Regions from separate parts of the Oryctolagus cuniculus genome. Here region 2 is linked to region 1. A link is a contact called in public Micro-C data. All regions are on one chromosome and are shown on one strand. The core of a region is the stretch at or near the end of the contact, and the rest is flanking DNA. Distances in the headings are between cores, read along the strand shown.

The links. Hi-C and Micro-C count contacts between places; a contact is called where the count stands out from the background.
Region 2: a Micro-C map of ear pinna shows a contact between it and region 1, with 5 times the contacts expected there. The contact joins the promoter of TSG101 here to the enhancer-like site in region 1. A contact is called at or near these places in 3 of 6 Hi-C or Micro-C datasets (ear pinna, psoas muscle and an unstated tissue).

Annotation. Positions count from the first base shown.
Region 1 is chr1:47,715,582-47,720,505 of mOryCun1.1, forward strand. PTPN5 (protein tyrosine phosphatase non-receptor type 5) reads left to right here. Exons shown (of 12, transcript XM_070072575.1): 7 at 1,123-1,202; 8 at 1,331-1,468; 9 at 1,924-2,034. Among named protein-coding and RNA genes, the nearest start is that of IGSF22, 7.6 kb to the right of the region's middle. Within about 2 kb of position 2,675, at least 6 of the 8 cell types and tissues checked have an H3K27ac peak or open chromatin away from gene starts, as enhancers often do. A contact at or near this core is called in ear pinna, where this site is marked.
Region 2 is chr1:47,893,787-47,898,710 of mOryCun1.1, forward strand. It overlaps TSG101 (tumor susceptibility 101), which reads left to right and starts at 3,002. Exons shown (of 10, transcript XM_002721366.5): 1 at 3,002-3,210. The coding sequence starts at 3,169. It overlaps LOC103352454 (a long non-coding RNA gene), which reads right to left and starts at 3,010. Exons shown (of 3, transcript XR_519919.4): 1 at 2,824-3,010; 2 at 2,379-2,447; 3 at 219-231.

The sequences.
Region 1 (4,924 bases), core at 1,425-3,924:
CCTGCAGGCCAGGGGAAGGGAGATGGCCAAACACAGGCACAGCTACCTGCTCCCGAAGTTCCCCCTCGCCCCTCTCCATCCGCGCCGCCCTGCTGTGTCCCTCTGCACGACAACCACGGTGCTGCCAAGACCTCAGGCAGTGGGACCGGGAGGCAAAGGGCAGCAGAGGCGAGGTGTGCACGTCGCCGCCCGTGTTGCAGACTCTTCCTTTACCCGTTGCCTAATGGTAGAGTTGGCAGCAATGGCAACTGTGTGGCAGCTGCTCGCCGTGCGGCGCTGCGTGCACACTGGTCTAAGTTACCCGGCTAACTAACGTTGCCTCCTTTAACCTTCACACAGTATGTGGGGTCGTGGTGAACAGAGCATCCCCACCGTGCAGGCGAGGCACAGGGAGACGGGGCAGACTGTCCACCTCGATGCTGCCGGGGAGTCATGGGGCCACGTCCCACATCCAGGCTCTCTGGCTCGGTGATGTGGACTTGGCAATGACCACCACCTGTGCAAGCCCCCCTGTGCCCGCTAGAAGCGCCTTCGATCCAGAGAAGGGATCAGACTCTGTGCCAAAGTGAGCCCAGGCCCCAGAGCTGCAGGCCCCCAGCTAGCTTCCCTGCCCACCCCGCACCCGGTCCCAGAACAGACAACTACAGGGAGGCTGGCTGGAGCTGGAACAAAGCAGAGTCTACCCCGGGAAGAACAGGATGTTACGGGAATCTGTCACTCGGGGAACTGACGTGAATAGACTGGGGAGAGAGGGCCCCTGTGCACACGCATCTGTCGTCTCGTCTCAGCCGGTCAGCGACAGCGCATCCGCACTCTGCAGCTGCCACCTGCTGTTGGGGATCTCTACCGAAGGTCACCCCTTTCCTGCCGTAGCTTTCTCTTCCCCAGAACGTGGGGTGCAAGGAGTGCAGCACAGCTGAAGGGGCACGGGCACACAACAGGGCCTCTCCCACTGCCTCCTTACCCGAGGCCGCGCCTGTCCTGTCCAAATGGACCCCAAGAGGGGTCCTTGTTTAATGGCCAGGGGGAAGGAAGAATTGCCTGGGTCCCAGAAGAGGGGTGGGGCCCTGGAGTGGGCCGTGCCCAGGTCCCTGCCTCACCTGGCTCCCTCCCCCACCCCAGACCCTCACAGCAGAGTGTGTCTGAGCTCGCCAGATCCCGAGGATCCTCTGAGTTCCTACATCAATGCCAACTACATCCGGGTACGTAGCCCCATCCCGACGGCCAAACCAGTGTGGCTGCTGCCAGCCCCGGGACAAGCCCCAGTGTGGGGACTGGGCCCTGGGAGTGCTGCCTCCAAGCCTGACAACCTGGGCTCGGCTGGCCACAGGGCTACGGCGGCGAGGAGAAGGTGTACATCGCCACGCAGGGCCCCATCGTGAGCACGGTGGCCGACTTCTGGCGCATGGTGTGGCAGGAGCACGCGCCCATCATCGTCATGATCACCAACATCGAGGAGATGAACGAGGTAGGGACCCCGGGCTGTGACCAAGTGCTCGCTGCTTTGTGTCCTGTCCCAAGCATCAGGATCCCACGTGAATCCTAGGACTGGCCTGTGAGGCTGGCGGGGCTCACAGCAGCCAGAGCTGGACCATGTGGTCGCTGGTGGAGCCTGGAGCCAGCCTCTCCACCGCCGGTGCCCGTGATGCTCAGCTGCTTCCCAGCCGGCCAGGACCAACACTGGCTGTACCCGTGACAGCCGGGTTCATTGACTCCCCATAGAAGTCCTTAAGAATGAGGACAGTTTCCAACTGCCGGATACATACGCCGAGCCATAGAGTTCATGTTCTTATAGATTGTGGAGCTCGGGACCTGTTGTGTTTTTATGCCCCCTGCTGGCCCTGGAGGGGCATTGAGGAGGGATGGGGGTGTGGCAGGGGATGGGGCAGAGGGCGGGTCGCAGCCTGATCTGGGCCCCTGCAGAAATGCACCGAGTACTGGCCGGAGGAGCAGGTGGTGCACGATGGCGTAGAGATCACCGTGCACAGGGTCATCCACACTGAGGATTACCGGCTGCGACTCATCTCCCTCAAGGTGAGCTCTGGGGCCGGGCTGGGTGGATGGAAGCGAGGGGCACCACTGGGGACTCCACTGAGAACAGGGTGCAGCCGTCCACTGCAGCGGAAACAAAGGCCTTTGTCAGGATTTACTGATAAGTAGAGGCGAAGGAGGCGCAGATGGACTTGGGGGCCAGGCAGGACCAAACCAAACCTCAGCTGCTTTTCCTAGAGCTCAGCTACATTCGTTGCTGATGGACTCTCTCTATGTAAACTGCCATTTACAATGCCCGCTGGCCCGAGGCCGGGAAGGGGTGGATGGGGGGACTTCTGCAGCCTCCTGCACGGTCCTCATGAGTGAGGGCTCCTTAACGACTTGGAGATCTGCCCTAGAAACGGTCCCTTCAAGACCTGGGCTGGGCTGGGCTCCTGGCTGTAGTGCCGGCCCTGTCCACCAGAGGGCAGACGCTCCCTGCTGCTGCGGCGCTGCACAGAGGCTGTGGTTACAGAAAATGGCAAGAAAAGGGAAGGCAGCAACATATGAGCAGTGCAGAACAGCCCGGAAGAGTGAGCGGAGGGATCCTCCCACCCTGAAGTGGTGCCTCTTCCAGGATCGCATAACAGGAGACTGTTCCTTTCGAATCGGGGGGGATTCGTGGGTTCCGTGTTTGCGAAGTGGAGGGATCTGCGTTGGGGAAGGAGGAGCTCCCCGTAACAGTCCTGAAGGTGGGAGGGAGCGAGGCGGCGCCGGGAGCGGACCCTGTGAGCCCGAGGACACAGCACGGAGCACGGAGCCCGCCTCGGGAAAGGCGCTCCAGCCCGGGACGACGACTCCAATAGGCTGCCTGCCCCCCCACACACACACACCCCACACACACCCCACACACACACACGCCACACACATCACACACATACTCCACACACACACACCACACACACATGCAACACACACACACACCCCACAGACACCACACTCTACACACACACACACACCCACACATATACCCCACGCACACACACACACACACACCCCACACACGACACACACCACACACATATACACGCCACACATATCACACCACACACACGCCACACACACACCACATACATGCCACACACACGCTACACATACCCCAGACACCACACCACACACACACACGCCACACACATCACACACATACACACCCCACACACACACCACACACACATACTCCACACACACACACCACACACACATGCAACACACACACACCCCACAGACACCACACTCTACACACAAACACACCCCCACACATATACCCCACGCACACCCACACACACACACCCCACCCCCCCACACACGCGACACACACCACACACATATACACGCCACACACATCACACCACACACATACACGCCACACACACGCCACACACACACATACACACACCACACACACCACATACATGCCACACACACGCTACACATACCCCAGACACCACACCACACACACGCCACACACACCACACACCCAACACATGACACAGCCACATATCACACACACCCCCCACACACACACACCACACACACATACTCCACACACCACACACACACACCACACACACATGCAACACACACACCCACACATACACACACACCACGCCCCCACACACACACACGTGCACGCCACACACATGCGCCACACACATACACACCCCACACACACAAACCACACATGCCACACACCCCCACACATGCCACACACACACCACACGCCACACACATACACACCACACACATACACACCACACACATGCCACACACATACACACCACATACACCACACATGCCACACACCACACACATACACACCACACACGCGCCACACACATGCCACACACATGCCAGACACCACACCCTACACATACACACCCCCACACACACCACACACACACCAGACACCACACACACACCACACACATATACTCCACACACACCACACTCACCCCCACCACACACACACACGCCACACACACACACATACACCACACACACCACATACGTGCCACACACACGCCACACATACCCCAGACACACCACACACACACCACACACCCACACCCCACACACATACACACACACCACACACACCCCACACACCACACATCCACACATCCACATACACCCCACACACACCCCACACACCACACATCCACACATCCACATACACCCCACACACACACCACACACCCACACACACCAGACACCACACCCCACACACACACACACACATATACCCCCACACACTACACACACCTCACACACACACCCCACACACACACACACGCCACACACCACATGCACATACACACATGCCACATACACACCACACACATGCCACACACGCCACACACACACCCCACACACACACCACATACACACCACACACACAACACGCATATACCACACACATACTACACACACACATACCACATACATATATCACACACACGTACACCCCACACACACACCCCACACAAACCACACACACCCACACACAACCACATCCCACACATCTCACACACACACCCCACACATTCCACATCCCACAGACACACCCCACAAACACATACACACCCCACCACACACACACACGCACACCGGCTCCGGTGCTAGGGGCACCTGGGCAGCTCTGGGATGCAGGACTGGCTTCAGGGCAGGGAGGGCCAGGAGGTGCAGAGCAGGGCCTGTGATAACTGTCCCAAGGACCTGAGGGACCCAACGGCCTCCTGGACAGAAATTCCCAAGAGAGACGCACGAGTGGGGGGGGGGCTTCCGGGTCTGCTCAGCTCCTGGGGGCTGGTAAGGGAGGAGCCAGGGCACCGTGGGTTTCGAGGGTCATTTCCTTTTGTCCATAAACCGTTACAAGCATCCGCCCAGGGCTGGG
Region 2 (4,924 bases), core at 1,752-4,251, 180 kb after region 1:
AGGAACTCTATGTGGTTCTCCTATACGAGTGGCAGGAACCCAGTACTTCAGCCCGCATCTGCTCCCACACAGGTGCATTAGCAGGAATGGGCTGCTGGTGCAGAGTAGCTGGGACTCAAACTAGCGGTCTGATATGGGTTATGGGCGTCCTGAGAGGCGGCTTCAACCGCTGCATCGCATGCGCACCTGACTGCAAGGTGTTTTGAAAGCGTGTGATAGGTGAATGCAAACCTGGTCAAGAAGGTAAGAGACAGGTGGTTTATAAGGGCAGACACATCCTAGGTAGAGAAGAAATATTCAATCTAATGCTGACCTAGTATAAAAATGCATACAGTAGGGGGCCGGCACTGTGGCTCAGCGGGTTAACGCCCTGGCCTAAAGCGCTGGCATCCCATATGGATGATGGTTCTATTCCTGACTGCTCCTCTTCTGATCCAGCTCTATGCTATGGCCTGGGAAAGCAGTAGAAGATGGCCCAGCTGCTTGGGCCTCTGCTCCCACATGGGAGACCTGGAAGAAGCTCCTGGCTCCTGGCTTCGGATCAGCGCAGCTCCGGCAGTTGTGGCCATTTCGGGAGTGAACCAGTAGATGGACGAACTCTCTCTCTGTCTCTACCTCTCTCTGTAACTCTGCCTGTCAAATAAAAAAAAATAAATCCTTAAAAAAATGCATACAGTGATGAACTTCAGCCGTAGAGAGGTGAAATTCAATACTCCATGTTTAGAAAAACATTTAGTATACTTGGAAAGATTCACACCAAAGTTAGCTGAAGAAAAACCTTGGACATTTCAATACACAGGTTATTTTGGTGTTGCTGTAATAAAACTTCTGTTTGAAACAGCAAAGTGTAACTGAAAGAACCATTTCTTGCATTTTTTTAAAGATTTTTATTTATTTATTTGACAGGTAGAGTTATAGACAATGAGAGAGACAGAGAGAAAGGTCTTCCTTCTGTTGGTTCACTCCCCAAATGGCTGCTACTGCCGGAGCCACGCTGATCCAAAGTCAGGAGCCAGGAGACAGGAGCCAGGTGCCAGGTGCCTTCTCCTGGTCTCCCATGCTGGTGCAGGAGCCCAAGCAATTGGGCCATCCTCCACTGCCTTCCGAGGCCACAGCAGAGAGCTGAACTGGAAGAGGAGCAACTGGCACTAGAACCCAGAGCTCATGAGCTGCAGGTGGAGGATTAACCAAGTGAGCCACGGCACCGGCCCCCCAACTTGCATTTTTTAAAACTACTTTCTAGTATCCGATATGCAAGTATTTCTTGATCAGTAACCCAACTACAAAATATTGTAGTATAACAGATGAATTACTAAGAATTTACTGTTAATTATAAAAGGAACATGTAAATACACTTACTGAACACTTACTGTTATTCCAGGTGCTGTGTTAGAATCTGAATATCCAAAGATGAATAGCAGTCCCTACCTCCTTACCCTCCATAAGGTCATACTATAGAAATAATTTTCTTTATGATATTTCTCGAGTGTTAAGTATTAGCAATCATGTTGTCAGTCCCATGTTATAAGAAACTGTACTATCACCATCACCACCACCTCACTATGGTTTGGTGATAATTTGACATTGATAATGCTTTTATTAACTTTAACTTCTTCATTTTTCTAAAATGATGCAGTGCCTCTTGTTATGATTTTTAATGGGGCTTGGATTAAAATGCTTTTTTATATTGTAGCAGAGTATATATATTTTCTTTTTCAATATACATGTGTGTCCTTACCTATCAAGAATAATGAATAAAATAAACTTTGATTTTAAAATCACCAGATGATGCCTGATTTATTAAGAGAAAATTTTATTCAGATTAAGCAGAAATTTCTTTTCATACAGTTCATACAGCACTCAGGACGTTCTGCATTTCAAACATCATTTTCAAACTTTTAAAAACAATACATTCCCTGGTGCTCCTCCAATTCGTAAGAGTGGAATTGCTCTTGTTGAGGGTTTTCCTGAGTAAGCTGTGGCTTTAAGACCAGTTTGAAATCATGCCTTTAAAGTAACAAAACAGCAGATGCAATGGAAGGATAGACTGACCCATAGTTTGCTTTGACCGGAGCTGTAGGCTTAACCAACAGAGTTTTCCAAAATGTATCCATTGGGACAGTGTGTTTTGGCAGGAGTTTATGGTGATGCTTCCACGTGTTTTCAATCAGGTTCTCTTAGTGGACCTTCCAAGGGGATCAATACCACAGCCTTATTCTCGTTAGTGCTCTACTAAAATCGTGCAAACTATCATACTTCACGCCATCAAACCCAAGATCTACTACGACAGTGTGCTTAAAAAACTGGCAGTGGTGTGGGGTAATAATACGAGTCACTATGATGAAGTTTTATGGGAAGTAGCAGTTAAGATCGAATACCTGCTCTTGCACTGTACAAGGCGACGAGGATCTGAAGATAATCCCGCCCTCAAGGTCTCGGTGGACAGGCTAGTAGTACAAAACACACGCAAGGTAGCTACGTTATCGTTTATGTCTGGGGAGGAAAGTGTCCTGCAGAAGAAATCGCTTTGTTCCTGAGAAAGAACAACGCTACACTTTGCCTTTGTGGGTGCAGTATGAAGGACTTTAGGGTGGGAGAGGGGAGTCGCCTGATAATCAGAGAAACCGCGGGCATCACCTAATGCAAACCTCTCAGAGTTGGAGAAAATGTAAGCCCGAGCTCGTAGTGCGCTTATTTACTACAATCACCGGGGCAAGTTCCACTTGATGAGTCAGTCGTTAGGGCTCATTCGCATGCCGCTGGTGCCTCTTGTCCGCCCTGCACCTGTTTCCTTAAGTCTAAGGGCGACTGTGAAATACCCACCACTCTCATCCCGGCCCCAGATTCCACCCTCGGAACAGGCTGGCTCTCATCTCTGGGATCCGGCTCTAGGACGCTGTGGGTCGGCTGGTCGGAAGCCGCCGGCCCAGGGGCCGCGAGTCCGCAGGGCGTTCACCCTCCGCAGGACCGCGGCCACCCTTCTCCGCAGGACGGCGGCCTCGGAAGTGACGTGAGGGAAGCGGAAGTGCCTGGTGGTGCTGACTTCCTGTTATTAGAGGCGCGGGTAGGGGGCTGGCCGCTCGGTTTGCGATTGTCTGGGGCAACCTGGGGCAGCCCCGGAGCGGCTGACCCTCTGCCTGCAGGGACGGGAGTCGCGCAGTGGCCGTCATGGCGGTGTCGGAGAGCCAGCTCAAGAAAATGGTGTCCAAGGTGAGGTCGCGACGCCGCGCTCGCCGTCCCGCGCGCACCCACTACTCCCTTCCGCGCCCGGTCCGGACCCAACCGGTCCGGCCCAGCCAGCCTCCCGAGCGGGCCGGAAGCCCCAGCGCAGCCCTCCGCCGCCCCCACGGCCCGGCGCCCCGAGCTGTCGCCTCGGAGTGCCCGCTCCCGAGCCAGGGAAGGTTGGGGAGGGGCGGGGGGCGCGGCGACAGTCAACAAAGGCGGGGAGCGAGGCTGCCTGCCACCTGCCGCCCGCCCTTGTCTGTCCGGGAGAGTTTGGAGCTGACTGTGGGGCACTGTAGTTTTCGTGCTAGCGTTTACACACACACACACTCGGGGCGGAGGAGGGGAGAGTCGTACCTGTCCCGGCGCGGGGGTCTGACGGCCTCAGCCCCTCCGTAGTGGCCCCTAGAGATTGTGGCCTTTTCCGTCGTGCAGTGCCCACGCGGCTCAGCACAGAATCGCGGGCTGCATCGGCTGCGTTAAAGCTGCACGGGAGCCAGGGGAGCCGTCCCGCCTCGCCCCAGGTGAAATCAATAGAATCCCATCGCCGCGTCGGGAGTTGGCTAGCAGCGACTGCTGTTGGTCGTATGCCTCTTAGGGTGCGGGTTTGTTAACTTTGAGCTTAATTCACGGCCTTCACAACTCAAGAGCGGTGTCATTGTTTGTTACGAAGCAGTTAGGCGTCTTATAGTTTAAAGCTGTGATTTATTTTGCTGAGCCTTTCTAATGGGTCACCGGATGCCCGTATAACATAATTGACCAGAGGTGAATGGAAGACGTACGTACTCATAAAGTGGTTGAGAGTTGATTTTTCTTTTAAAAGGGTTAGCTTTAGATACACGGTCAAAGCAAGAATGATAGAAATAGTTTGTTTCAGCAGGTTTCAACTTCTAGTGAAACGTACTTAAATAAAAAAACGTACTTAAATAAAAAAGCCATTTTCTGGTAAAAATCGTCCTCCTCTTGACTGAAGACCAGGTAACCTCCAAAGAGACACCGACAGTTTTTCTAAACTCATGTGGTTAGGTTGTCTGAACCTATCTGTGGGACCTCTTGATTTTCTTTGGTAGAGTAGTTATCGTTAATTATAGAGCAGGTTTTGGGGGAATTAGAGAAGATTGTGACTCAGGTAAAGGTCTCTGTTGTAACAGTTATATATTACTTCACGAAAAACAGTATTTTGTATACCAAAATAAACTTTTAATTCCATTTTTCTACGATCTTTTTGAAGTACCCTCATACTTCGGACTGTTCATGCAGAAAACTCTCGTGTTCTTTCTTACTAGTGTATCTATGTTATTCCTATACTGGGGTGCGGAACTTTTTTTCTGCCAAGGGCCATGGGATATTTCTAGCAGCATTCACGGGCCATACAAAATGATCAACTTAAAAGTTAGCCTGCCGTAGGTGTATTGAATGTTGAGTCCCACCTGCGGTTGCTTTGGCAGAACCAGGCCAAATGATTTTGCGGCCCTGGGCTGATGTTCCCCCACCCCTGCCTAGGAGGAGTCACTGTTAAGTCTGTAGAAGAGAGCTGACAGGTTAACGATCGTACCTCATGCCTTTTTACATTCTAGGTGTACCACAGTGAGCAATCAGACAAAATAAATAAAACACAAATCACTACACTTCTGGAGTTTAAATTATCATGGAAGGTAATAAACCAGCAAAAAGTACATAAGTACATTAACTACCACGCTGA